Linked DNA regions of Mus musculus: regions 2, 3, 4, 5, 6 and 7 are each linked to region 1. Evidence: chromatin contacts called from public HiChIP or PLAC-seq, Micro-C and promoter capture Hi-C data. All regions are on one chromosome and are shown on one strand. The core of a region is the stretch at or near the end of the contact, and the rest is flanking DNA. Distances in the headings are between cores, read along the strand shown. Region 1 holds the start of Septin11 (septin 11). Region 2 holds the start of Uso1 (USO1 vesicle docking factor). Region 3 holds the start of Naaa (N-acylethanolamine acid amidase). Region 4 holds the start of Sdad1 (SDA1 domain containing 1). Region 5 holds the start of Cxcl9 (chemokine (C-X-C motif) ligand 9). Region 6 holds the start of Cxcl10 (chemokine (C-X-C motif) ligand 10). Region 7 holds the start of Art3 (ADP-ribosyltransferase 3).

Region 1 (3,873 bases), core at 845-3,344:
TGTAAGCTCACATATGGCGGGCAGACACGGAGTTGGATATAATTACAGCCACACAGCTAAATCTCAAACTCACATATTGTTCCTATTTAATTGACATAGATGAACTTACTAATTTATTGGAAATGTGCAGCAAATTATTCCGACCACCTCCCCCAGCCCTCAAGAATGCACTGGCGATAGGTGTTACTGGGGGGGGGGGGGGGGGACCACCCCCTACACAGGATAAGTGGGTTCCCAGACACTTGCAGAGGCTTCTAAAACATACATTGTTATTTTAGTTCTTTGAATCTGTGCCCTGAAAAATAAGGCCAAGAGTTAACCTTGATTTCCTTACCATAGTAATAAAGAGGTCAGCCCAGAGACTAAGCAAATCCCCTCAGTAAGGACAGCCTCGCACCAATCAACAAGGGCATAATTTGTGTTTTGAAGAGGAAGCCAAAATTCTTAAGAATGTGTCATTTAACAGAGTTTGAAAGGTCTAAAAAGACCCACACAAACACTTAATGATGACCAGGGAACATTTTCTGATTGTGGGGGGGAAAAGTCTTTCAAAGAACCTCAAACTGCAGCAAAACCATCAAATTGAGGTAATGTTGCAGTGACCCCATGAACTTCCTGCTGGGCTAAGACTCCTCAGGGGGTGCAGAAGGGTGTGTGTGTGTGTGTGTAGAGATGTAAGTGGGGAGAGCCAAGAGACTCAGCATCTGGGGTTTGGCAGCTTTCAACATCTAAGACTTTTCTCTGTATCTGCAAAATGTCAGGCCACCACCTGAAGCTAGCTGCAAAGTTCGAAAGGGAAAATTTAAAAAAAAAAGATGGGGTACTAGCCAGGGAAGGACTCCCCCGGAGTCGCCCCCAGGGCAGACCAGGCAAAAGTGGGCAATGAACGTTGACAAAGAAAACCCGAGAGAAGAGGACTCCGCCTTTCCCACTGGGCTTGGCTCCTTTCAATAAAAAGGAAAGGCGGCCACTGCCGCCACCGCCCCTTCCCTCCTTTTCACCCTAGGCTAGAGAGCAGACCCTAAACTACATCCTCAAAGTCCTACTCGCTCTAGCTGGCTGCCGGAGTTGGAAACCCAGAGCCTACACTCCCAGAGGCACAGCCCGTGGCGCGTACCCCAGCCCAGAGCATCCCCTCTCTGACTTCGGGTGCTGGGACACTTCTCCAGGCACGCACCCTCCCTTCCTCTTCCCGGAGCCCCGTATTCACTACTGCCGCCCCCGGCCTGCCAGCCGCAGAGTATTTCAGGACTTCCACCCACCCCGAAAGGGAGCCCTTTGAAAACTTTGTGTGTGTGTGTGTGTGTGTGTGCCTAGGGCTTTGTCCACATCCTGGGCAGGGCCCGGGTCACCCGGGTGGGCGCCTGAGGGTGTCCGGAATTTCACAATGCACCCGGGGGGGGGGGGAGTAAACCACCACGGAAATCCCACCCCTTTGACCCGCTTCTACGGCCGTGTGACACAGCGCTTCAGCACCCAATTCTCATGCCCGGATCGCCCCCAGGGCGCGAGAGAACCGCGAGGAAACCCTCCTCAGTCAGCGCCTTCCTCCTCTGTCACCAGCTAAGCCTTGTGCGCCGTGAGAGAGAGGTAGCTGGGGAAAGCAGCAGCTCAAGCAATCTCTTCTAAGGGCGCCTCACAGAAGGGTCCTTTTCTTCCCACATCCCCGAAACAGGGGCGCGCCAAAGCGATCTAATGTTGCATCAGGTAGGCTCTGAGCCTGCGGGCTCCCCAAGCTCCCCTCCGCCCCAGACGCGCGCCCAAATTCATGCACACACCCACAGCCCCCAACAGCCACCACCCAGAGCCCCCCTCCTGATCCCCGCAAGTCTCCACCCGCACGCGCCCCGAAGCGGAGACCACCCGGCGCCCCGGGATCAGCACGCTAGAGAAGTGAGGCCCCAGTACTCACACTCGGTCTCCCCACCGCCACGGCCATCGCGACTGTGGCTCTGGCTGCTCTTTACCGACACTGGCTGCTGCTGGTGCTCCGGCTCCCGCTGGCCTCCCCCGCGCCTCCCTCGCGGCTGCGCCCTGCTCGCGCCCGGCTCCCGCGCGCCTCCAGCCGCATCTGCTCGCCCGCGCCGCCCCGCCCGCTTTATTCCAGCAACATGGCCTCCCGCCTGGACTCGACCATTAGCTGCCCCGGGACGGGGGTGCAGAGAGATCCCCAGCCCCAGCCGAGCAGACGAACGCAGCAGGTGAACCGTGATCCTGGTCAGCTGATAAGATGATACGCTTTGAAGTCAGCCACCTTCCTTCCTGTGGCTTTCTTCCGTCCCATTAAAGCGTCCTGTGCCGGGACACTGCCCGACACTCCCCCTGTTGCAACACGTGCTGGGGTCCGCGTAAAAGCCTAGGCGCGGAGGTCCCAACCCCGAGCTGCCACGCGCTGCGCGGAGCCGGCACCTGGGGCTGCTATGGGGTGGGGCAGGGAGGCTAGGGGACCGCAGGGTGCAGAGGTTGTACCTCTGGAAAATTGACCTGGTGACACGCCCCACCCGGAGGAGCCCTCTTAGAAGGTGCGGTGGGTAACTTACTAGGGCCGAGCGCGCCCCACGAGGAAAGAATTGCCGGTCTGCTGGGCCTTCCATCAGAAAGGAGACTAAACCAGCTGCTGGAAGCCGTCGCTGTGGTGTGCGGCCGGGCTGGGGACCGCTTTTCCAGAAAAAGAGGACCTAGTCGTGAACGACCCAACCACCGCTGCTGGGGACAGGGAAATTAATTAATTAATTAAAAAAACTTGAGTGCTCGCTGGAAAAATTAAGCCGTTTGTGAGCTTGCTCCAGAGCTTTTCCCACCGTGTCACACTGGAGAGGTTACTGGTGCGAAGAGGTCAGTGGACGTGATATTGGATCCCGGAGACAGACCGGATGACCCAGGGCCCGGAGGCGTGCAAGCTCAATCCTGGCTGCGGGGTGTGGTGCACAGCGAAGGCGAGAAGCGGGTGACAAGTGGGTGCGACTCACAGCACAGGGAACTGGGAGGGCTCCTCCACCACTAAGAAGGACTTCCCCCCACCCCCACCCCCAGCAGATGTTGGAATAATTACAGTGTCTGAGTGGCAGGCGAAATGGCGGGGTCCTTGTACATACATCTGACATAGGCTTAACAGGGAGAAGTGTAATGCGCTGTGGGTGTCCACGCATGGTAGACCCACGATCACGTGAGGATAGCTACTCACGTGAGTTGAGGAAAGTAGGTGACTTGAAGCGCAGGGGAAGAGGCAAGGGAAGGGCTGTATTTAGCCCACATGAACGCGCCCACGGGGCAGGGGCGTGGGGGGAGAACTAGGGCGGGCATCTGAGAGTCATACCTGAGACTTCAAACATCCAAGTTTCTGGGAACCCACTTTTGGCTACGGGATTCAGATGCTCTCTGTCCAGTCTTTGGCTGAGGGTAAGTGACTAGCACTGGTTCACCAGTAGCTGATCTGATGCTGGGCTGCTCTGGTAGGTGAGTGAGGAGCTAGAAGCTGCCTAGAGTGAATTCCACCCTTGGCGGTGGAACCTAGGGAAGAGTGTGTTGAAAGAGGAAGGCTCTGATGTAAAGCCAGATTCTGGCTCACTCAGACCTGAACAGCACTAACTTGTTCTGATTACTCCCTGTTCTATAGAGAAGATGTCTTTTGAGAATAGGGACCTCATTTACACCGTTACACAGTGTCGAGTTTGTAAGATGTCACTCGAGTGCTCCGCAAGAGCTCTCAAAAACAAGAATTACCTTTCCTCTGTGACTCTAATGCAGTGCTTTCTTGTTCTTCGGTTGGGGGTGGGGGGTGGGGGTGCGAATAATTTCTTATTCAAACTTAAACCTTTTAAGATTAAAAGGAGAGGCCCGGTGCTATATATAACCTCAGATGACAACAGGCAG
Region 2 (3,873 bases), core at 962-3,461, 960 kb after region 1:
ATTAAAGCACCTAATAGTACACCATGCACTCCACTGAGGCTCTATAAATCCATGTCAACTAGTGGCCCGTGAGCCCTGCTGGACTTCCCGACAGACTCAGAACTAACTTTGATCATACAGTAACTCAGTGACCTCGGTCCTCAAAAGACAGACTACTGATTCAGTTCTCAGAGCCAGTGAAGTAAAAGGGCATCCCTCTCGTCTCTCTTTACATGTTCACCACGGTGACACTGGGCATCAGTATAAAGTCATGATGTAAAACTATGATACTGATCCATGCACACTGAACCAAGCATCCCAGCTCCAGCTCCGCAGTACCAACTGCACAAGTCACTTTGCTGAGCGGAGAGTGAGGAGGCTTGACCTCTCGCTGCTCCAGGAGCCTCAGCTTCAAATTCCTCTAACGCTGAAGAACGCATCACCTCTTCCACAGAGGTCACTGTGACAAGGCCGAAGGATCATCTCAGCCTAACCTACTAGAGTCAAGTCCATCCTTTCCTGAGCATCTACTAAGGGCTGCACTTTCATGTTTCTCAACTTTAAAGACTCATTACAGCCACAGGAGCCAGCACTTTTTACTTAGAAAGCATTAGCCTTCCCAGATCTGTCCAAGTCAACCAAGCCTGGAAGCCTGGATTCAAATCAAGGTCTCATTTCAAAGCCAGCTCTTAATTTGTGTGTCTCTGACAGACAAACATCAGACAAAACACAGAAAGGTTAAAGAGATGGGCTGTGACTGTGGTGAGCTAAAGTCCCTGGCTTTCCAATAACAGCAGCCTTGTTGCCATGTGGGGAGGAACAAGGGAAGCCAGGTATTGGGGGAAGAGGAGATCTGATTTTCAAAAACAACACATGTGACAGCCTTCAGCTCCGTTGTAACCTGGTGGGAAGTCTGGCTCAGTGGCAGAATGCTTGCCCTCCATGTAATCAGGCCCTGGATTCAGTCCTAGGCCTCCTCCATCTCCCTCAGTACTAACTACATGCGTAAACTACACTAACTACATTAGTACACTACATTCGTTAGTTAACGTAATCCTAACTTAATTAATGTGGGTAATCTTATTTCCAAAAGGGCCAGCTAACAACTGAAACCCGGGATCAGCAATCAAGTCTAAGCTTAGCAGAAAGCTTAGTTTCTTAGTTTCCCCCGTAGTAAATTCTAGCTCCAAGATTCTGGTCAAGTTACTTTAATTCTCTCTTCATTAGTAAAGACTCCATCCTATCTTGCAGGTCCTATTTTATGACCCTTCTGAATCCACAAAACAGAGCTATGACAACTACCCAAAGTTTGTCTTTAAAATGTCACACGCGGTTTTTTTTTTTTTCTGTATATCTAAATTCATTTTTCTCAGGTAAGCCATCCACAGCAGTTTCCAATTGGCTCTGCAAACTTCCCAGGAAGTGTATCCTAAACATAAAATCAAATGCCGGTTTTCCATGTCTTAATAATTAAAAAAGAAAAACATTAACAAATCATGTCACCAATAGAGCAGAAGAGTCCCTAGAGTGGTTAGCGCGCAGATCACTACAGCGTGCAAGAGGAGTAAGTATTGCCCCATGACACATTTGGGTGAACCTGAAAAGTAGGGTCTGAACCACCAACCCTAGGCAAACGCCCATTCTTACAGCTGATGGGGCAGGAACAGGTGGCATTGTGCCCCAAGAATATCGTTTTATTCTTAGCCACAAGCCTTCGCCAACAGCTGGGTCTTAACTTCCTTCCAGCCCCGTAGAGCCGGGTTTCAGCCGGCACCGAGGCTGGCCGGCCGACAGGTTAAAGGGAAGGAGGGAGGGGCCGCGCGGTCCGTCGCCGTGCCGGGTCCCCGAAGCCCTCCTGTCACCACGGCCCGGGCTGCACCGCCGCGTGGGGAGCTCGCGCGTCCGAGCAGGGGGAAGGAAAGAAGGCAGGCGACGGGAGCGGCGTAGACGCCCCGATCTCACCCACCCAGCCCGGCCCCAGCCCGGCCCGGCGACGCTGCGCTCACCGTCTCGGCTTCAGTGTGCTGGGGTCCGGCACTCTGACCCCCCATCACCCCACGGAGGAAATTCATCTTGTCGCTCAGCCGCCGGCTTCACCAGCCCCTCTGCCAAAGAAAACACGACCGCCCCCCGCCCCCCGTAGGGCCTAGCCCCCGAGCCGGCTCTCCGCACTCCCCGGCCTCCGCCACCGCCGCCTCCTACTCAGCAGCCTCTCCGGCCCCCCGAGCCCGGAAACAGCCGCGGACACCAGCCGCGGTGCGCATGCGCGGGGACGTGGCGTTACGTGGCGGCTCGAAGGGCGAAGGCAAAAGGGGAGAGGAGGGAGCCCCGGGCCGCAGGCCACGCCCACCTGCCCGGCCCCACAGGCCACGCCTACCAGCAGGCCTCCCACCACTTGGGCACGCCCCCTCCTCCTCCTTGCGCTGCTTGCTGCTGCTGGCCGCGGTCACCCACGTGGTCGCAGCCCTGCCCAGTCGGCTCCCGAGGCTCTGATTAGACTAGGAGCATCGGCTGGTAGGTGTTTTGTCGCCGAGAGCGGGACGGACTGCAAGCTGTCAAACCTGAGGGTTTATTTTTGTTGAGTCGAAAGTGAAATTTTCCTTTGGCCGGCGTGACAGGTAAGGGGGAGAAGGGTGTCCTGTCCCCTGGAAGATTCGTATGGTTCTTTCGGTTAAGCGGTACGAGCGAGGTGGCCTTTTGATCCTCGCAAATTGCATTTCTACCCAGGGCTTTGTTTGGTGGTAAAGGGGGTGCTAGAGACCCCTCATTCCACTACCACTCGAGGGCGCGTTTCTAAGTTCTTGCTCCTCAGCCCCGCTAAAAAGAATTCCTTGATCTAAACACCAGGTTCTCCGCTCATTTTCAAGTGTGAGAAGTAACCCCCTTCGTTTATCTCTAATAAGAGGTTGGAAATAAATTGTTCCATTGTGTCATTTTGGTAGCATAATGCCCCCCTTTTTAAAATTAATTCTTAATTTCTACGTTTTCAATGGTTTTAGCAAGCAGAATGTCATATTTCCAAATCGCTATACTTGTTCTTTCCAAATGAGGCTGCCAGGTACACATGGTTTTGCAAATTTCTTGACTCTGAAAGGGAGTCTAGTAAACCAACTGACTCATGCCTCTCTTGGTTTCAATTCCCCATAGGTCTCAGATGTGACGATTAAGACCTATGTCTCCCCCAGACTCCCTCTAAAAAGAAATCAGTATGCTTCCACGGTGTGCCCTAGCGTGCTCAGTAGTACCTCTACCCAAATAATCCCCTAGTCTGTAAGGAGGAATCCGAAGACTCCGGCTTTCCTCCTTCACCTGTCCAATGTTGAGTGTATGGTGTGCAGGAATATTTCTCAGATTCTTCCACACTGAGATTACAGCAGTAGGCTCCTAACTAGTTTGTCTACATCCAGCCCTGGCTTCCCACAGTACACCCTTGGGTGAGCCCAAGAGGAAGTATGTCAGTCCTCTTGTTAGAATCCTCCAGTGGTTCCCCGGTTTATATAATGACATCCAAACTCCTTAGTTTGGCAGACACACCTGTTAGGGTTGAAGCGCCAGTGTCCCTCAAATACTCAACATGTTTCTCTTGCTTTAGTATGCCCTTTCCCTCTTTGTGGGGCAGATTCCTGCTAGTTCCTTAAGCCTCCACTTCAGCGTCTCAGGAGAGAGTACCTTGAAATCAAGATGCAGATTCTTTGCGCTGTCACTTTGCCGCCGACACTGAATTCAAACTTGATAAGCCAAATCTGATGACCCGGCCATTTGTAAATCAGTTGCTAGTGTATTTACTAATCATGGAGTGATTTTGATGGATAGGTGAATAAATTGTTGAATGAACATGTGACTAGTATGCTAAGAGAGACGATCTGTTCTGCCCGTGAATGACAGAACACACAC
Region 3 (3,873 bases), core at 678-3,177, 820 kb after region 1:
TGCCTGCTTTGGACACTTTGGTAACTCGTATGTTAAGCATTTATATACATTTATATAAAGCATCCTTTGCAGAATCAGGAACAGCTCTAGTTCCGCATCAGCCAGAGGCAGTTGGAACAGGCCTGCTAATCCTAAATCAGCATCAAAGGGGCCTTAAAAGGAAATTGGGCCAAGTTGTAAAACAGAAAGGCAAAATGGGAACTGCCATTCCAGGAAGGGCTGCAAGAGTGGAAGTTTAAAGGAATCACTAGGGAAGGAAATTCGGAGTAAAAATACAGCTTCCTGTTTCAGGGGTACTGCACCTTTTTTTTTTTTAAGGTAAAAACATTTGAAAGATTTATTTATTTAATGTATATGAGTACCCTGTAGCAGACACTCCAGAAGAGGGCATTGGATTCCATTACAGATGTTTGTGAGCCACCATGTGATTGCTGGGATTTGAACTCAGGACCTCTGGAAGAGCAGTCAGTGCTCTTAGCCACTGAGCCATCTCTCCAGCCCAATAAAAACACTTTATAATCACGACTTTTTAACATACAAATATATAGAGCACAAGGAAACATTTACCAATCCAATGTTAATATCCTGGCTTTTTTGTTGCTTTTGTTTTATAAGTGAAAGCATGAGAGGCTGGCTTTCTGGCTCACGCCTGTAATCCCAGTACCCAGGGCTCAAGCGGGAGGAGCAGGAGGGTGGGGTCAGTCTGGGCTATGTTCTGCCTACAGAGAGGAAGTTCAGTATAAGAAGAGAACCAAAAAGTGGAACTGAAGCACTCACCATGACCCCTCCCTCAAGTGCTGCTAATCTCAGATGTGTGTGTGTGTGTGTGTGTGTGTGTGTGTGTGTGTGTGTGTGCGCGCGCGCACGCTCCTGTGTGTGTCTTCAGCACAGTATTATTTAGTATCTTAAAATTTGGCATAGAGTATCAGTTTGTGCTTTTGCTGACTGTAACTCAGCATTAGCATGTTTGTGTGTGTGTTGTGTGGCGGTGCACGTGTGTGTGTGTGCACATGGAGGCTAGAGGCTGACATGGGGGTCTTTGTTACTTTCCACTGCAGGCAGGGATTTTTTCCTGAGGCAGCGTTGCTCTCTCACTGAACATGCTGCTCACTTGACTTGGGTGAGCTGAATGTGCAGTTTAGCTCCATCCCAGCAAGAGGCCACTGGGGTGGACTAGCCCTGGGGTCCTTCGGCCTGCTCACTAGCTCCATCCTCATGGCTTGTTCGGCTTGCTTTCTTATAGAACCCAGGATCATCAGGCCAGGGATGGCGCCACCCACAAAGGGATGGGCCCACTCCCATCGATCGCTTATTGAGAAAATGTCTTACAGCTGGATCTCATGGAAGCATTGTCCTCAACCGAGGCGCCTCTCTGACGGCTCTAGCTTGTGTTGACACAGAACCATCCAGTACACCGGCGCTGGTTGAAACAGAGTCTGAACTTTAGGTGTTTAAGTACAGCGCAATTTTAGGGAAAAGACGTTTCCTGGTAACAATTATCTCAATCTCATGTGCACAGTAAAGCTTACGGCATCTTAAGGACCTTGGGCAGGATCGGGTGTGGTCTTGGGCATACATATTTCATAGAGTCATCAAACTACAAAGTGCATGTGACATCTTCCGTAAGGATAGGTTCTATTGACTGAGAAACAATGCTTACGAGTCTGGGAAGTCTAGGATAGAAGTATAGTCTAGGGGGTTCGGGTGAGGTCTGGCCCTACGTATAGCACAAATCACCAGGTTATTAAGTACAACCACTCCCGGCCTTTTACACAGAGATGTGATACTGCCTCTAGCTGTGAGTGAGAAGCAGGCTTAATCCCGCTGGGGCAGGAGGCGGTGTCAGTGCTTGGGTTCCTGACCGGGTGGAGCGCAGGCCCCGCCTTCAGTGCCAGCACCGCCCCAGGCCTCCCACTCCGCCTCCCCAGGACAGCAAAGATTCATTGGTCCGGTGGTGGCCTCAGAAGCCGGAGCTATGGGGACCCTAGCCACCAGGGCCGCGTGCCATGGGGCACACCTGGCCCTGGCTCTGTTGCTGCTACTGTCGCTGTCCGGTCCCTGGCTGTCGGCTGTCGTCCCCGGGACTCCGCCTCTCTTCAACGTCAGTCTGGACGCGGCCCCGGAGCAGCGCTGGCTGCCGATGCTGCGGCACTACGACCCAGACTTCTTGCGCACCGCGGTGGCGCAGGTCATTGGGTGAGCGCGGGACTGGTCTGGTGAACTTGTAGTCAGGCTCTGCTCTTCCCTCGTTGCTGCACCTCTACCCTCTCACCGCTGCACCGCTGCCCTCCCCACTGCTCTGCGCAGCGCCCAGCGGGTGGCTGACCCAGCAAGGCCAGTTCGGCTCTCAAATTCGGAGCCTCCTGCGGCGCGCGCGTTTACCACACATTTTCCGGGTCAGGGTAACGCGCAAGGTGTCACCCAGTATGCTAAGCTGCAGCGTAGGGCATGCAGCCCAGGAAACTCCGCATCGTGGACCAGCCTGGCTGGCCTTACATGGAGGTTGGCACTGGAGGTAGTGGTGATTGCACTACCATTGGGTGTATCTCAGCCCTTATACTTTTCATTTCGAAAGTCTCGCTGGGAGTTTGACTATACATATATGAGTATATGGACAACATAAATTGGATTTGGTGGTTTGTTTTTGTTGTTGTTTTGTTTGTTTGTTTGTTTGAGGGGTAAGGCAAAGGTGGGAGGGTGGACTCGAGAGGAACGTGTGATCGGGTTGCATTGTATGAAATTCCCAAATAATGAATATAAATGTTATGATGTGAGAAAAAAAGAAAGAGATTCTCGCTGTGAAACATAAACTGCCCTTACAATCCTCCTGCCTCAGCCTCCTGAGTAGCTGGGATTACAGCCCTGCACTATCATGCCCACTTTATTCCCGCTGGTTTGAACGCTGGGAATGGAGCAGCTCTGAAAGTAATCTAGATTCCCAACATTCCTCCCGCCTCGTCCACGCATACGTGCACTGTCCATGCTCTGAGACGAGAAACAAACTTCGTACTTTTTCATTTCTAGCGACAGGGTTCCCCAGTGGGTACTCGGGATGGTCGGAGAAATTGTGTCGAAGGTGGAGAGCTTCCTGCCTCAGCCCTTCACCGACGAGATCCGCAGCATCTGTGACTCGCTCAACCTCAGCCTGGCTGACGGTATCTTGGTCAACCTGGCCTACGAGGCTTCCGCGTAAGTGCCCCGTGCTAGGTGGATTAAAGTCAACTAATTGCCACCTACTGGGGACTCCTGTCACCCATAATGAATGGAGGAGATATGTTCGCTTGGTGAAGATGAGATAATGACTGAAGTTTACATGTCACCTTAGGTTTCTGACTCCCCAGGGAAATCAGAGCAGCATGTGTCTGGTGGACTTCCAGAGGGAAGCAGCCGCTCTACCCAAAGCTTACTTTTATCTTGTCAGGGATCTAGATGGCATCCTACTTTCCAAACTGTTAAGGCCTAGGAACTGTCGAAGGTCTGGCCAGCCAGTTTGCACTGTTACTAATGATATAAAGAAACTTTCTCAAGTGCTTGTTATTAGGAAACGAGGCCTGAGCTTGTTGCTTATTCTGTTATGTTCTGTGCCTTGGTGTTCTTGGAAACCAATCACAATAGAAGGCAATTAGAAAGAACTGCTTTGTATAGTTAGCCGACGTAAGCTTGGACCCGAACCAACCACCCAGCAGCACTTCCTCCACCCGTGTATGAGCTTTTTTTAAATGTACGGTTTCTTGCCTTATAAACTGCTCCTGAGATGGACCCCTACATAAAAGAGATGCTTGCACCAATATAAGATGCTATTTAGAATAAGACTTGCATTTTGAGTAGGGGTAGAATAAAGCTTAAGTTCCTAAGGAATATGTAGGGATATGT
Region 4 (3,873 bases), core at 358-2,857, 780 kb after region 1:
TGGGAAAAACTTTAGAAGTTAGCCATCTACATTCCACAAACATTGACGGCCTCTGGAAGGAAAAATCCCCTCATAGAACACTAACGCCCTCACGAGCACTCTTGATCTAACTGTCCTCAGGACTTATCCAGATATGATTATAAATTTCTTTTGATTTGGGCTCTAACATGGTGTCAGGTAACCTTGGATGAAGTTGATCTAGGAAACTGCTTAGGTTACACAGAATAATAACACCTTGATTCATCTATTAGTGTAAGACTAGTTACCATCTACCGGGCAGTGGTGGCGCATACCTTTAATCCCGGCAGTAGGGAGGCAGAGGCAGGCAGATTTCTGAGTTCAAAGTCAGCCTGGTCTACAGAGTGAGTTCCAGGACAGCCAGGGCTACATAGAGAAACCCTGTCTCGAAAAAAACAAAACAAAACAAAAACAAAACAAAACAAAAACCTAGTTACCATCCAACAGCTGTTTTCCCCTCTGTGGTTAGAATTAAGAGAGTTGCCTGGGTGCGGTGGTGGCACACACCTTTAAGACCCAACACTCCTGAGGCAGAGTCAGATGGATCTCTGAGTTCAAGGCCAGCCTGGTCTACAGAGTGAGTTCCAGGACCGCCAAGGCTACACAGAGAAACCTGTCTCAAAAAACAAAACCAAACAAACAAACCAACACCAACAAAAAAACAATCTAACCTCCACCCCTGCTCTTTGCCATTCTCTAAAACATATTCTCTAAGCATACTCCTCATGGATTTTTTTCTTCTACCTTTAGTACAGCCTAAAAGAAAATGATTCTCATTTCTGACAAGGTTTTTGTTTTAGTGATGTGTGTGCAACTCTGTGTGGGTATGTGTGCTGTGAGCACAGGCACCTGCTGAGGGCACACATTTCTCAGGAGCTGGAGTTAACTATAGATGGTTGAGAGCCACCGTGTGTTGCAAACTGAGCCTGAGTCCCTACAGCAGTACCAGATCTTAGCTGCTAAACCATCTCCAGCCCCTAATCCTCATTTTATAATACAGGATCTCATGTATCTCAGGTTTCTCTCAAATTCCTATGTAACTGAGGATGACCTTGGAGTCTCAACCCTCCCGCCGCCTCTTCTCTGAGTATGCGGGTTGCAGGCATGAGCCAACACACGCAGTTTATGGAGAGCTGGAGAAGAAACCTAGGGTCTCCTATGAGATAGGACACCTGAACCAGTCCCCAGGCCCCTGCTTAATTTCTGTCGTTTTTCTTGAGACAGAGTAAGCCTCGGGCTTGCCCCAAACAAATATAATGCTCCTGCCTCAGCTTCCTGAGTACAGGGATTACAGTTGTATGCTGTCATACCTGAGTCCCATATTAATCCTCATTTATTTGGGCCACCATAAGAATGCTGAGCTAGATGGGGAGAACTGGGAGGAATTGGCGGAGGAAAAAGAACATGATCAAATATATTGTATAAAAATTGTTTTCAGTGGAAAAGAATGTTGAGATAAGGAAACCTGCTCCAGAGTTTGGTGACAACCAGTAGCGGTTGTCCACCGGCAGGGACCGATAGCGTGCAGACGCCTACAAAGAGTTGCAGCAGGGTGGTGAAGTTTGATCCTCTGAGCGTTCCGTAGCTCGGTCGGGCAAGCGGCGTGTCCCACGTGCCGTTTCCGGTTACACTGGGACCCACGAGTCTAAGCTGCCGCGGGGCCCGGGCTGCGACTGACAGAGGCGGACGTTTTCCAAGCACTGCTCGCCAGGGAGCCCACCCACAGCCACCATGTCCGGCAGGAACAACAACAAGCTGCCCAGCAACCTGCCGCAGTTACAGAACCTGATCAAGCGGGACCCGCCGGCCTACGTGGAGGAGGTGGGACCGGGATCCGGCTCCCCGGGATGCTCCGGTGTGCTTCCGGGGGCCTGGGGAGGAAACGGACGGGGGATGGAGATACGGGGGACGGGACATGCAGACCCCACCAACACTGAAACACACCCTAAAACCTGCTGCCTCCGGGTTTATCCGCCCGCCTCGCCGACGTGGGCCGGTAACGTCCGTTGGCCGCCTCAGAGCAAAAACTCGAGTTAGCCCCTAGCATACGATGAGTCGTGTGTTAAACATGCTTTCCACAGACGGCCTCTCCCGAGTGCCCCAAGCTCTGCCAAGAAGAGCAAGGAGTTCTCAGATGGCAGGGCCACCCCACAGTCAAGAGTGTAGAAGATGTAGTTAAGCCACAGTTCAAACTCCCTGGGAGTCACCCTGAGCTAGATTTGAAAAAAATGCTTTGAGGGAAATGTGCGGTCTAAAACTCTGTTAGGTCCAGTTTGTGAGGGGCATGGCATACTCCAAGTGTGTGAATTCATAAGAACCACGAAATGAAGGCCGTGACTTTGTACTCTTAACCTGGTAGATAGATTAAGACGCGCCTTTGCCTTTATTATTTGTCTTCTTACACACCGCCCTTCCCAATCCTCCCTGTCTCCCCCCCCCCCTTACTGGTCCCCTTCTCTCCTCAGACAGCCCCCACTTCACTTCTGTATACACATCACATTTATTTCAGTTCCCTGCATCCCTTTAAGGTCTCTTCTTCCAGAGCTGGGGAGTTGACTCAATGGTTAAGAGCACTGGCTGTTCTTCCAGAGGACCTGGGTTCAAGGCCCAGCACTTACATGATAGCTCATAACCATCTGTTGCTCTAGTGTTAGGGGATGCGACACCCGACTTCTGGCCTCTGGATACTAGGCATATGTATACACGCACATACAAGTAGGCAAGCTCTCAATACACATTAAACATAAGCTCTTACTGGGTTCCCCTTTCTAACTTGTGTCACAAACTAAATTGAAATCTGACTTTTGCTTCTGAGAGGAAACAGGCTACCTCTCTGAGTCTGGTTTAATTTCTTAACATCTTTCCTCCTGTTGTCATGGTTTCAGCTCTTGATTGGAAAAAACTAAATGCATGTACCACATTTTCACTACACATTCTGTTGATGGACTTAAAGGCTGGCTCTGCTTCTTGCTGCCGTGGTTCGTGCACCAGTAAACACAAATGTGCAAGTGTGTCTATGGTGTTTGATCAGAGTCCTTTTATTATAAACCAGGCCGTAGAAGGCCAGTTTTAGTTTGTCCATAGTGGTTCTACCATGGACATCCGCACCATGAGCTGTGTGTGTGCGAGTGTGTGTGTGTGTGTGTGTGTGTGTGCTCCCACTCTATCCCCACCAGTGGTGTGTGTGTGCATGTGTGTGGAGCGTGAGAGAGAAGGGGAATATAGTTTCTGTTTTCCCACATTTGCTGTCTGTCTTTTGCCTGCTGACAGCCATTCCGATGAGGTGAGATAGAATCTCAGATTATTTTAATTTGCATGTTGCACACTTTTTCACATAGTTACCGGCCTTTGTATTTATGTTGAGAGTTGTCAATTCAATCCTTTATAGTCTGTTTATTGATTGGAAGGTGTGGTTTGGTTTATACGGTTCTTGACGTATTCCACCTGCGAGCCTCCAGTCTGAGAGATAGCAGTGAAGCCTTCCTGACATTCTGGAGTTGTCTTCACTGGCCTGGCCCTGCTTTCTTTTTCATCGCAGACACCCCCTTTTCTCCGTTCTTTTTTTGTACTGTCCAAATCCTGTCAGTGGGTGCTTGAGACCGTTAGTTTTACAGCTGACCCAAAGCTCTGGTTCTATTTCTGACCTGCTGTGAAACCAAGGAAGGTTCAATAACAACCTTTGTATTTTAGTATTCAAGAAAGGTAATAGCCGCCTCCTCCATCTGCTTTAGTGCAGACACACACACACACACACACACACACACACTGCAGTATATTTGTAGACATTGAGAATACAGGGACAAGTAAGCAGATAATGGAGCCATGCCGTCTTTTGGACTCTCGTTCTTAGGAGGA
Region 5 (3,873 bases), core at 400-2,899, 770 kb after region 1:
TTTTCCTTCTGATTTTGGTTTATTTATTTCAAACTTTAGTTAGGTTCCATATGGTTTTCCATAGGGAAGGAGAATACATAATGAAAAAGTTGGTAAAGATTGTTTAGATGTCTTTTACCTTGACTTGGGAAATAGTTTTAGTTTTTATTTTCCCAAGATTAAGGTACACCTTGGGTTGTAGCACTGCCTGCTAACTGAAGACTCTCGAGAACTGCCTACAACTCCATCAAACCAGCTGGTTCTCGGAGAGGAAGAATAAATGGGAAGAAAGCTAGACAGAACAGAGAGGAGCGAAAACGTAATTTACATCATAGTTGTACATTTTTTCCAGACACATTTAAAAGGAAGATGTGTGAGCTGTTTCGCTGAAACTCTGGTCCAGCCGTCTCTAGAGGAGATAAGAAAGAATAGAAAGTCTGCGTGGAGATGGTCAAAGTCTAGACATGTGTAGCCAATTACAGAACAATACCATATCTTAGCTATTAACTTTCCCTTCTATTAATGAGTGCACTCAATGATTTTGTGAAATAAAGCCAAAGAATTCTAGTAATTTTTGCCAGTCCTACCTTAATTAATGACTGTGTGAAGTAGAGCAAAAGAATTTTTTTTAATACTTTGTCTTATTTAATATTTTGCCAGTCTTATCCAGCATTTGGCCAGCCCCGTTGCAATACTTTCATTATGTCCTACTAAGGTACTATTATCTAGTCGTGACATATCAAAGGACTATATATATATATATATATATATATATATATATATATATATAGCACCAATACGTACATTCACTTTTGTTTTTATTTGCTCCTTTTTCTCAGATCCTGTTTTGAAAGGGTGGTTGTTGGCTTTGTTCCTCCATCCTGTTGTTTTGTGTACGTGGATCTTTCCTCCAGTTTGCATCCTGTCCCAGAAGGCAAATTGGGCATTCTCTGAGGAAGCTTGATATCACTTCTCTTGCTGTCATGCTAACTTGTTTTAATTCCAACAGCTACAAGAATTTGGACCAACCAGAGCATCTTTCACAACTACTCTATTTTAAAAAAAAAAATCTTTGCTGTTGAATGCCACTTTCTATCCGTAGCTTCTTTAAAGTCCTTAGAAAATGCTCGTGAACATGTGCTTTCTCACTTCACAGTCCTACCGTGAGTGACACAGACATCTCGTGAAACATCTGGAAAAGGTAGCAGGGAACGGGACAGCAGTAGCTTATGCAACTAATCTAGCAATTACAATGATAGGAAACTGTAGCCACGGTGAGACGAAATGGATTTACCCTCAACAAATTAAGAAGCTTTGACTTGTGAGGAAAGGCAGTTTGAGTCGCCATATAGTGTCATGTCCCACGTGGGAAGTACATCTCCAACCTTCATTGTACAACATTAATATAGTCATTGTATAATCTATTCCACATCCAGGTAGCAACTTTGCCTGGGGGTGGTTTCACATCCCTTACTATAAACTCCCCGTTTATGTGAAATGGAAGTAGAACATGCAGAAATTCCCTGGGATCTGAGAGTAGGGTTTTCCCCAGGACGATCAATTTGTGGTTAGTTTAGTTCTTCTAGGTCAGCTGAGGAGACCAGCCAATCAGAGACGGGAAGGAAAAGGGATTTCCTAAATAAATATGATCCCCAAGAACATGCTCTCTAAAGACATTCTCGGACTTCACTCCAACACAGTGACTCAATAGAACTCAGCTCTGCCATGAAGTCCGCTGTTCTTTTCCTCTTGGGCATCATCTTCCTGGAGCAGTGTGGAGTTCGAGGTGAGGAGTTTTACGTTAGTAAGTTCTGAGGACTGAATCACCGTAAAAGCCTTCTCAGGCCAGCAGATAAAGCTGAATGTCTTGCATGCAATAAAAAGTAATACTGTTTGGTCATCAAAGCAGTTAGATGCTGTGAGCAGTTATCCAAAGGTCGTAATCTATACCTGCCAAGTTAAATATGCCTTCTTGGCGTAGGTATTGTGAGTTCCCAATGAGGGTTCAAAGCATATTTAAATGTTTTAATAATGAAAAAACATTTCTCAGATGTAAAGGGGATTCTGGGTGCTTTACTTCGAATTTATCCTGTGAAATATTTCATCCGCAGCCCTGGCAACAGAGAGTGACATAAGAGATCCTTTTCTAAGTTGTCTCCTGCATCACTTTCCTCAACCGATGCTGTGCACTGATAAGAATGTCTGTGGTTAACCAACTGAGAATTCAGAAGTCAGAGAGATTGCCTTTGACCTCCTTATTCATGACTTTGCTTACTTCGGACAAAAAAAAAAAACCTTCCTAGAGAGCGTTTTCCACGTGTGTAAAGTAGGTGTGCCATAGTTACTGTGTGTTGGCAAAACCTGTGTAAATAGACACTGACCTGGGTAAGCAATAAGGGATGGAGACATAGGTTTAAAGAGACTTTTCAGAGCAGTGAGGATGAGAGGGAATAGGATTGAAATGGTAATCAATTGTTGTAAGTAGAGCTTTCTGTCCACACCTACATCAACTCCATGACCCCAGTAGCAAGAAGTAGATTGAGGAACTGCTTAAGAAACCGGTCCCCGTAGTACTGACAGGTTGCATATATGTGTGTCTAACAGTAGGGATTTAAGTATGATGGAGGTTTTCTCTTCTTCCAAGGTTGTGAAGTGATGTTGTTAAGAACTCTAAATGACCTAAAATGAAGTTCTTCCCCTGCTCCCTTTTGCTAAATGACTTTGCCCTTAACCTTGGCTTCCTGGTATACAGAATGGAAATACCACCTACCTTGAAAAGCAGTCACAGACACTCAGTCGCAGCAATAGTGACTGAGACAAGCCTCATTCGAAAGGATGTCATTCTAAGTAATGTGCATTATCTTCCGCCTAGGAACCCTAGTGATAAGGAATGCACGATGCTCCTGCATCAGCACCAGCCGAGGCACGATCCACTACAAATCCCTCAAAGACCTCAAACAGTTTGCCCCAAGCCCCAATTGCAACAAAACTGAAATCATGTAAGTAAATGCTCCCAACGCATGCATCCTACACTGGACTTAGTGGGATTCTCACCCTCAGCTTGCTTACTTGTTCATGTAGGCAGGAGGCCCCCCCATAAATCTGTCTACTCCTTTTCTTTCTTCCTCTTCAAAATAAGAAATTTCTTCTGGAAACTGAAAATGGAAGATGACATATCTTTAAATAATAAAATGTGCGGTTAATACCTTAGTCTGTTTAGTTTACACATTAGACTTTATCTTAAGTAAGGCATATAGGTACGTAGGTACCATCTGAGAGTGTAGGAACCTGGACATCTTCCCTACAGGGGAGGAGAAGTTGCCATTTGTAATTTGTTTTTTCCTTAACAGAATAACAACGACAGTTTCTCATGACAATTAATTTTCTCTAAAAATGCCATACTTGTCAGTTGTCTGGGGGTGCTAGGGTTGAACCTAGGATTTTGCACAGGCTATGCATGTACTCTCTCTCTACTTAACCCTAACCCTGAATCCTAAAAGCGGCATTTAAAATTTTTTTGAGGGGTTGCAGAGAGATGGCTGAGAGGTTAAGAGGACCCGAGTTTGGTTTCTATTACCCACAGTGTACAACTCACAACCATCTGTAACTCCACCCCAGAGATCCTATCCCTTCTTCTGGATTCTGTGGTCAGCTGCACACTAGTACACATACACATGCAGAGACACAAAGAAGTTAAAAATAAAATAAATTTTAACCCATACTTTGTATGTTCAAGAACACATCCCACAGCATGCATACAGCAATCAGAACAACTTGGTGGAGTCGGTTTTCTCTTCTGTCCTAATTTGGGGTTCTGGGGTTGACTCAGCTCTCTGGGCTTATGAGGCAAGTATGCTTAGCAGTCACATCAACTCCCTGGCCTAATAATGACTT
Region 6 (3,873 bases), core at 979-3,478, 740 kb after region 1:
GTGCTATCACGTGCAGTCCGTAAGCACACTTCACTCTTGAGTGTGTGTGTGTGTGTGTGTGTGAGAGAGAGAGAGAGAGAGAGAGAGAGAGAGAGAGAGAGAGAGGGAGAGGGGAGAGGGGAGAGGGGGAGAGAGAGAGAGAGAGAGAGAGAGAGAGAGAGGGAGAGAGAGAGAGGGCTTCTCTACGTAACCCTAGCTATCCTGAAACTCACTACATAGACCAAGCTGTCCGGGAATTCGGAGGTCTACCTGCCTCTGCCTCCCAAGTACTGGAATTACTCTTACGGCTTACTTTTCCTCAAGGGTCTTCAAAGCACTTCTGACCATAGGGAGCGGACTCTTAGGAAATTCCATATAGATTCTTTTATTTCAGTCATTTGACATTAACTTTATAGTCATAAATTTTGATATTTTTTTACAGATCTGAATATGTTTGAAGAAATGTTCATTTTTCTCCTAGCCACAAAAATTCCATGACATGTATACCATACTTGCCATAATCTGCTATAATTCAGTGCAAAATGGCCTGTTCTAGTCAAAGGGCTGCTTTCAAGTACGAGTGACTATTTACTGGATACAATGTATGTATACTACAGTAACTTTCATTTTAGCATGAAATTCTGTGTAAAACAAGTCCAATTTAAACCCCTTCTAGGTGTTTAGTTCCAGAAACACCAAAGAAACATCAAAGATAACTTCAGCCAAGCAGACACAGGCAAGTCTGGAGCCTGAACCAAGGATCTGCTCTTTGGAGCCACTGCATAACCAAGTGTTTGAGAGCGTGGGCTACAGAGATGGAGTTTCTGGATTCCTAGAGGGTTGAATGAGGGAAAACTCTTGACTAACAGATGCTTAACACTACGCAATAGTTACTAAACTCTTTTCTCCTCAGTAAGGGACTATATATCCACTTGCTAACTGTTTTTTCTTAACATCCTCAAATCTGTTTTTCCTTCACATCTTGACTGAGAACTTGTACAATAACAAAATAAAATAAAACTGTCACCATGTATCTTTCTTTATTGTTTAATGTAAAACTGCTCAGCACCTCTTTCCACTCTAAAATTCTGAGGTTCCTACAGCGCAGCGTCTATTCTGCAGAAGCAGGTTGGGAGAGACTGCTCATGGCGTCCTCTCACAGTAGCCTTCTCCCAGCAGAAGGTTGCAAAACGAAAGTCTCTTGGCTTGTCTCTGCCCCCATTCCCTTCTGTCTGTCCTTCCAGATTCCACGGCTGTCCCGTGATTTGCTCCCTTGAAAGCTTAGCTCTGTTCTAGTCCTTGGACTACATCAATGTGGATTTTGCTCTCTAGAAATTTCTATCTTTCCCAAGCAGCAACTCCCTTCCTGTTCTGGTGACAGCTCCTGTTTCCCAGTTCCCGTTGGTGGGTACAGGTTTCACTCTTGGCCTCTGTTGTCAAGTTTTGAACCGGTACACTCCAGGCTCCTGTCCCATTCCCAGGATGAGTCACCTCCATCCCCTTCATCACTGTCACCTCTATGCGAGATCTATGTAACCTCACCTACTCTTCCAGGTCCCAGGTATCTGCTGCCTTGGGTGCTGTGCAGAGTGACATCCACACTCACTTTCATCCTTGACCCTGTAACCACACACTCACAAAGAAGACAATCAAAGCATCCCTGAGAGAATCAGCACGGGGCAACAATTAGCTTTGCAATTCCTCTTGTAACTTGTAAACATTAGTGTGACACTTCCGGCTTCTGTTCTGAATGCCTGCTCTAACTGTTCACTAAGTTGTATAGACTTTGGATCTGGCTAAATTTGGCGTGTGATTTTTTTTTAAAGTTTATTCCAAGTATTTTATAATAAAGCATATGAAGTAAAAAGCAAAAATAAACAGTGTAAACACAACAAATGTAAAAACCATGGTTAGAACCTGACTTAGATATCAGTTCTGTGTTTTATTTATGAGAGAAGGAAGATGAGAATTAAAGCCATTTCCAGACTTATTCTGCAAGGCACTGCATCTGATTTCTCAAACAGCTCACGCTTTGGAAAGTGAAACTTACCTCACTCGTTAAAAATTAAAAGGAGCACAAGAGGGGAGAGGGAAATTCCAAGTTCATGGGTCACAATAAACACAAGCAATGCCCTCGGTTTACAGGGGACTTCCCTCGGGTTGCGGAGCCTTGCTGAGTCATCTCCAAAGTCAGCCAATCAGGACTCAGGGAGGGAAACTCTTTGCAGATAAATACTCCTCAGCAGCCGGCACTCGAGAAGCGCTTCATCCACCGCTGAGAGACATCCCGAGCCAACCTTCCGGAAGCCTCCCCATCAGCACCATGAACCCAAGTGCTGCCGTCATTTTCTGCCTCATCCTGCTGGGTCTGAGTGGGACTCAAGGTAAGGGACACCAAGGCCATTTAATTAACGAAGTCAGAAGTCAGACGATTAAGCTCAGTTCTAAACACAGCATGTATTTAAGCTTTAATGTGTGTACCTATAAAGAAGAGGGAAGCAGGAAGAAATCCCTTCAGCTTGCAGAGTTTATCATAGGCTGGTTGAAGTCAGAGAAAAATAGAATAAAAGCAAAGGAACGAAGAAGGGAAGAAAGGGAGAAAAGGAGGAGGGAGGAGGAAGAAGGAGGGAAGAGAGAGTCAGGAGAAAGGGCGAAAGAGTGGGATGGGGTAAGGCACGGATGCCTCCTTGCCTGAGCCTAACCAATACTGTGAGCAGTGCATAAATGCAGGATTTCGTAACTGACAAGTTGCAGATCTCTCTTTACCATGACCAAGATATTCAAACACTCAGCCCTATGATACGATGGGATGCGTCTCTCCACAGATCAGACAGGGTCTGCTAAACACTACCTCATCCATTTTAAGTGCCTAAAATGAAACCGTGTGCTGACCTTCCTGGCTCTCCCCCTCTCTTCCTGCAGGGATCCCTCTCGCAAGGACGGTCCGCTGCAACTGCATCCATATCGATGACGGGCCAGTGAGAATGAGGGCCATAGGGAAGCTTGAAATCATCCCTGCGAGCCTATCCTGCCCACGTGTTGAGATCATGTGAGTACAAGCCCACCTGCCGATAAACGTCCCTCCCGTAACCACACAGTAAATAAGTGAGGGAAACCAGGAAAGATAGGGACGGGTCTGTGACTCTAACTAAGGCACAGTGCCTGAACTCTGACATGGACCTGCAGGGCCATCAGCTCTGTTGGCCTGACGTTAATCTGAGTATCTCACTCTTATTTCTATAGTGCCACGATGAAAAAGAATGATGAGCAGAGATGTCTGAATCCGGAATCTAAGACCATCAAGAATTTAATGAAAGCGTTTAGCCAAAAAAGGTAGGTTTGATGTTGCTTTTTCAGGAAATGGTGGTCTGGGGAGCAGCGCCTGCCCTGGGCTTTGCTGTGGGGCATCTGCCCTAAACTCATGGCACCGGCATGTGCCTTTGTCTCTCCATTTACACAGACACTGAGGTGCCTTCTTAGGTCATACATTCCTAGTGTCTAGAAGTGGAGCAGTTATTATACCTGTCACGGGTAAAGCTGCCAAATGCCCACCCCCCCCCCACTTCCTCACTTAAAAAAAAAAAAAACAAAAAACACACAAACCCATTCTGTCCCCTCAACCCCCACCCACCCGTGACCCATGGAGATTGTGTAGCAGAGGAAAATGCACCAGGCCTTTTGCCCCAGGGTCTTTGGGTTCCCAAAGTGAAAGCAGAGTCTATTCCGCTCAATACAGTTTCCTCTTCCTACAGGTCTAAAAGGGCTCCTTAACTGGAGTGAAGCCACGCACACACCCCGGTGCTGCGATGGATGGACAGCAGAGAGCCTCTCTCCATCACTCCCCTTTACCCAGTGGATGGCTAGTCCTAATTGCCCTTGGTCTTCTGAAAGGTG
Region 7 (3,873 bases), core at 502-3,001, 710 kb after region 1:
TAGCCGTTACTTAGTTTATATAACAAACATGGAATCAACACTGGCATTATCTGGAGAACACACGATATGGCCAGAATATTTATTTACATGGAAATGCCGTGTAGTATTAGCTGTAGGCAAGGTTAAAAGTACCATATTTTTAATTAAATTATACACAAAGAGAGAGAAACCACCTAGGCTATCTACACAATCCCCCAAGAGTTGATCCCTTTGAGTGAGGGAGTTTGTGGTTGAATTTTTCTGTCTTCTTTGCTTAATTTAAATTTTCTACACTTACCACATGTGTAACCTGCAAAATAAAGGAAAAGCTGCTTCCAACAAGTTCATTTGCCTATTCTGGCTCCTCTCAGTCTGCAGAGATGCCTCAGGCTGTGTTACAGGGTTCCCAGCCCAGGGAGCGAGCATGCTTCCCGTTCCCTTCATTACCTGGAAGATGTCCATTAGAACTGCGGCTGCCAGCAGCGTGGTGACCATTTCAAAATGTCCCATCTTCATTTTTCACGTCTGGATTAGAATGAAAAACGTTAATTCAGTAAACTTAACAAAGAGGGTTTAGGGAAACGGAACTGGATAAGGTGATGTTGCATATTTTTTCATTCTGGATAGATATTGTGATAGTCGCAGTGATTATCAAATACATTCCTATGACTATAAGAGGCATTCAATGTTATCCAGGTGTCTAACAGTTTGTTCTAGAGATGTCAATGCAAAACTGCAGAGAACTTTAGTGCTTCCAAGTCTACTTCCACATAACTCTAGACAGACCTCTCCCTCCAGAGAGACCTTTTCCTCCCAATCTCTAAATGTCCCCTGAGCACTCACAGGAAACAACACAAACTAAAACCACCATGCTCTCATTCTCACTCCCAGTTTCTAAGAATGGTCTAGAAACTTTCCCATGTGAAGCTTCCGCTCTTCCGTTCGCTTTGCAAGTTAGAGCATGCCCACTTGGGTGGGAGCGGAGACATGAGGTCAGCAGCAGTACAAAGCTGTTCGCCTGAGGTGACCTCCCTCCTCCAACTCTTCACAATCAACACAAGCCAGAGGTCGAGCCAGTGTGGAATGTCCTGACGATAGGAACAGACTCAGGAGCCCTTCGAAGGCAGTGATTCTAACAAGATTCTATCATTGTCCTGGCTGGGCGCCCAATACCCATTCCGGTATTTGTGGCAGCGTAAGGGATAGACAGGAGGGCAAGAATCCTCACTGGCTGAAGCTATCCGGAGCCATTAACCGACTCAACCAGTGACACAGGTTGTTAGCCTCCGGTCTCTCACATACATAATGCTCCAGCAAAGCTGCTGCCATTGCTGTAACTCAAATGAAGCCTCTATTTTCCTGTATTTTTTTTTAACCAAACATCATCATCTGGATTCTGAATGAGATAATAAACAGCATAGGGGAAGGAAGGGCAGTCTTTCTTGTTGTAATCCATCCAGGTCCCAGGTTCCTGTCTTCAAAAGCAGTCCTTTTATCTAAAGCTATTAAAATATCTGTAGTTATTTTAAGATGCTACTCTGTGTCAAACTTCCCTCTCAAAAAGTCTAAGGAATACCCATGGGCAGCACGTGCCAAGCCAGCCGTGGGCCAGGGTTTCCCTGGTCTTCCTTTCTGCAGTTTGGGTGCAAATAAATCAAAATGTTTACCTGGCGTTTGTGCCTCTGCAGGAAGTTTAAATGATGCCCTGTCTCACACCGGATTCCCACTCTGCTGTGGAGAACTTCCCTCCAGGATAGGATGTTGTTGACAGTGAGCTGCCTGGGAATGCTTTTCTTTTTATAACACCCCTAGTGGTAGCTTGGCAGTGGCTCATTAGTCAACTTCTGCCCTGCTATTTATATCCGGTCGGTCGCCACACTCTGCCCTGGAACCACTGCTGTTAACACTAAGTCTCCAAGAGGTCTGTGAATCCACAGCAATGTCCCCCGCCACAGAGCATGCTCAGTTCTGAACCCAGCCCTGGACTCCTTTGGAGCAGTGTGTGTGTGTGTGTGTGTGTGTGTGTGTGTGTGTGTGTGTGTAGTTGGGGGAATGGGACTGGGTGGGTAGGGTGGCGGGGTGGTCAGTTCCCAACAACTGAGCCTTTGACACTCATATGCTAGAGGGAAGGCTGGACTGTCCTCTATTAGATGACACCCACAGCAAGGGGGCTCACTTGTTAAACACTGTCAACAGTGATGGTTATCACCACTCAACCAGCTGACTGCGGTTCAGGTACTGCGCCAGGCACTGAGACACACAAACAAGCTGAGCACAGTACTGAAGCTGGTTTGGCAGTCACTACTATGTGTGTGTCCCCAGACCCAATCAGGTAACAACTGCTCAGGATAAACGAAGGCCAATGAAAGTCCAACCGAGAACACTGGCAGGAAGGAAGCTGGGGATGCCAGCATCTAGAACACTCTTTGAACAAGGACAGATGCTGGCTGGTTTTCTGTCGCCTTGATGCCAGCTAGAGTCATTTGGCAAGAGGGCACCTCAATTGAGAAAACACACCCCCCACCCCTGGCCCCCTGGGCTGGAGAGATGGCTCAGAGGTTAAGAGCACTGACTGCTCTTCCAGAGGTCCTGAGTTCAATTCCCAGCAAATCACATGGTGGCTCACAACCATTCATTCCTAATGGGATCTGATGCCCTCTTCTGGTGTGTCTGAAGACAGCTAAAGTGTAGTCATATAAACAAATCTATGAGAGAGAGAGAGAGAGAGAGAGAGAGAGAGAGAGAGAGAGAGAGAGAGAATGAGAGAGAGATCCCATTAGCCTAGTACAATTCATTGGTTGGGGAAGATCCAGCTCATTGTGGGTGTGGTCCCACAATGAAAGCCGACTGAGCAAGCCATGAGGAAACTGGTAAGCAGCCCTCTTTCATGGCCTCTGCATCAGTTCCTGCCTCTAGGTTCCTGCCCTGCTTGAGTTCTCGCTCTAACCTCCCTTAGAGATGAACAAGATGACCCCAGGTTGCTTTTGGTCACAGTGTTTTTTCCATTTCGTTTTCTGAGACAGGGTTCCTCACTGAACCTAAAATGACTTTGCTAGGCTGGGTGGCAAGTGAGCTCCAGGGACCCTCTTGGCTTCTGATTTCTATGTGGGCTGGGGATCTGAATTCAGAACTTCTCACTTACAAGGCAAGCATTTTCTATCTCCCATGCTCTCATTTTTTTTAAATAAGAAATTTGTCTTGGGGGCTTGAGCTAAGGCTCAGCAATGGAAAATACTGGCTTGAACCCACATGGCAGCTGTTTGAACGAGAATGGCCCCAACAGGCTCCTGTATTTGAATGCTTAATCCCAAGTTGTTGGAGCTATTTGGGAAAGACTAGGATGTGTGGCCTTATTGGAGGGGGTGTGTCACTGGGGACGGGCTTTGAGTTTTCAAAAGCCCACACTCCAGGCCCTGTCTCTGTCTCTTTCATGCTCGTAGCTCAGAGGTAAGCTCTCAGCTACTGCTTCAGCACCATGACTGGCTGCTGGCTGCCAGGACTGCCGCCATGGACTTCAACCCTCTGGAACCACGAGCCCCAAATCAATGTTTTCTCTCATTCATTGCTGTGGTCATGGTGCTTTGTCACTGAGGAAAAATGTAACTATGACAGCCATAGTTACAACCATTTGTTACTGACGTCGCAGAGGATCTGGCGCCCTCTTTTGGCCTCCAGGGTCACTGCATGCATATGGTGCACAGACATACATGCAGGCAAAACATCCATATACATAAAATTAAAAAACAAATACAAAATCTAGAAGCTGCTCTTTAAATTACGTATCAGCATTGTCAGAGGTATTCCACTTATTTCTGTCCCAAGTAAGGGAAAACTGCAGAGTATATAATGGCGCTGAGTTTGCACCTTAGGACGCACCTATCTGGTGTTTGCTTT

The links. A called contact is a pair of places that touch in the nucleus more often than the background predicts. HiChIP or PLAC-seq counts read pairs in DNA pulled down with a chosen protein or histone mark. Capture Hi-C pulls out chosen DNA fragments and counts their contacts.
Region 2: a FOXA1 HiChIP or PLAC-seq map of pancreatic cancer cells shows a contact between it and region 1. The contact joins the promoter of Uso1 here to the promoter of Septin11 in region 1. A contact is called at or near these places in 2 of 39 promoter capture datasets (cranial neural crest and pre-B cells), 3 of 115 datasets of contacts at active chromatin or transcription factors (embryonic forebrain, memory CD8 T cells and pancreatic cancer cells) and 1 of 9 other capture datasets (adipose tissue).
Region 3: a promoter capture Hi-C map of liver shows a contact between it and region 1, with 2.1 times the contacts expected there. The contact joins the promoter of Naaa here to the promoter of Septin11 in region 1. A contact is called at or near these places in 1 of 39 promoter capture datasets (pre-B cells), 1 of 484 Hi-C or Micro-C datasets (B cells), 1 of 115 datasets of contacts at active chromatin or transcription factors (pancreatic cancer cells) and 1 of 9 other capture datasets (liver).
Region 4: a Micro-C map of embryonic stem cells shows a contact between it and region 1, with 7 times the contacts expected there. The contact joins the promoter of Sdad1 here to the promoter of Septin11 in region 1. A contact is called at or near these places in 1 of 484 Hi-C or Micro-C datasets (embryonic stem cells), 2 of 115 datasets of contacts at active chromatin or transcription factors (bone marrow-derived macrophages and memory CD8 T cells) and 1 of 9 other capture datasets (adipose tissue).
Region 5: a contact with region 1 is called in a promoter capture Hi-C map of adipose tissue. The contact joins the promoter of Cxcl9 here to the promoter of Septin11 in region 1. A contact is called at or near these places in 2 of 39 promoter capture datasets (cranial neural crest and liver), 1 of 484 Hi-C or Micro-C datasets (embryonic stem cells), 1 of 115 datasets of contacts at active chromatin or transcription factors (bone marrow-derived macrophages) and 1 of 9 other capture datasets (adipose tissue).
Region 6: an H3K27ac HiChIP or PLAC-seq map of microglia shows a contact between it and region 1, with 4 times the contacts expected there. The contact joins the promoter of Cxcl10 here to the promoter of Septin11 in region 1. A contact is called at or near these places in 2 of 115 datasets of contacts at active chromatin or transcription factors (memory CD8 T cells and microglia) and 1 of 9 other capture datasets (adipose tissue).
Region 7: a contact with region 1 is called in a FOXA1 HiChIP or PLAC-seq map of pancreatic cancer cells. The contact joins the promoter of Art3 here to the promoter of Septin11 in region 1. A contact is called at or near these places in 2 of 115 datasets of contacts at active chromatin or transcription factors (microglia and pancreatic cancer cells) and 2 of 9 other capture datasets (adipose tissue and liver).

The regions. Positions count from the first base shown.
Region 1 is chr5:93,091,637-93,095,509 of GRCm38.p6, reverse strand. Septin11 (septin 11) reads right to left here and starts at 2,094. Exons shown (of 10, transcript NM_001009818.2): 1 at 1,913-2,094. The coding sequence starts at 1,939.
Region 2 is chr5:92,136,276-92,140,148 of GRCm38.p6, reverse strand. Uso1 (USO1 vesicle docking factor) reads right to left here and starts at 2,211. Exons shown (of 24, transcript NM_019490.1): 1 at 1,986-2,211. The coding sequence starts at 2,051. It also overlaps a transcript of G3bp2 not described here.
Region 3 is chr5:92,276,235-92,280,107 of GRCm38.p6, reverse strand. Naaa (N-acylethanolamine acid amidase) reads left to right here and starts at 1,927. Exons shown (of 11, transcript NM_025972.4): 1 at 1,927-2,196; 2 at 3,025-3,189. The coding sequence starts at 1,976.
Region 4 is chr5:92,307,758-92,311,630 of GRCm38.p6, reverse strand. It overlaps Sdad1 (SDA1 domain containing 1), which reads left to right and starts at 1,607. Exons shown (of 22, transcript NM_172713.2): 1 at 1,607-1,839. The coding sequence starts at 1,750.
Region 5 is chr5:92,325,855-92,329,727 of GRCm38.p6, reverse strand. It overlaps Cxcl9 (chemokine (C-X-C motif) ligand 9), which reads left to right and starts at 1,649. Exons shown (of 4, transcript NM_008599.4): 1 at 1,649-1,765; 2 at 2,852-2,978. The coding sequence starts at 1,705.
Region 6 is chr5:92,347,244-92,351,116 of GRCm38.p6, reverse strand. Cxcl10 (chemokine (C-X-C motif) ligand 10) reads left to right here and starts at 2,228. Exons shown (of 4, transcript NM_021274.2): 1 at 2,228-2,363; 2 at 2,902-3,028; 3 at 3,223-3,312; 4 at 3,732-3,873. The coding sequence starts at 2,303. The coding sequence ends at 3,750. It also overlaps a transcript of Art3 not described here.
Region 7 is chr5:92,384,765-92,388,637 of GRCm38.p6, reverse strand. Art3 (ADP-ribosyltransferase 3) reads right to left here and starts at 1,751. Exons shown (of 10, transcript NM_001370591.1): 1 at 1,647-1,751; 2 at 427-504. The coding sequence starts at 495.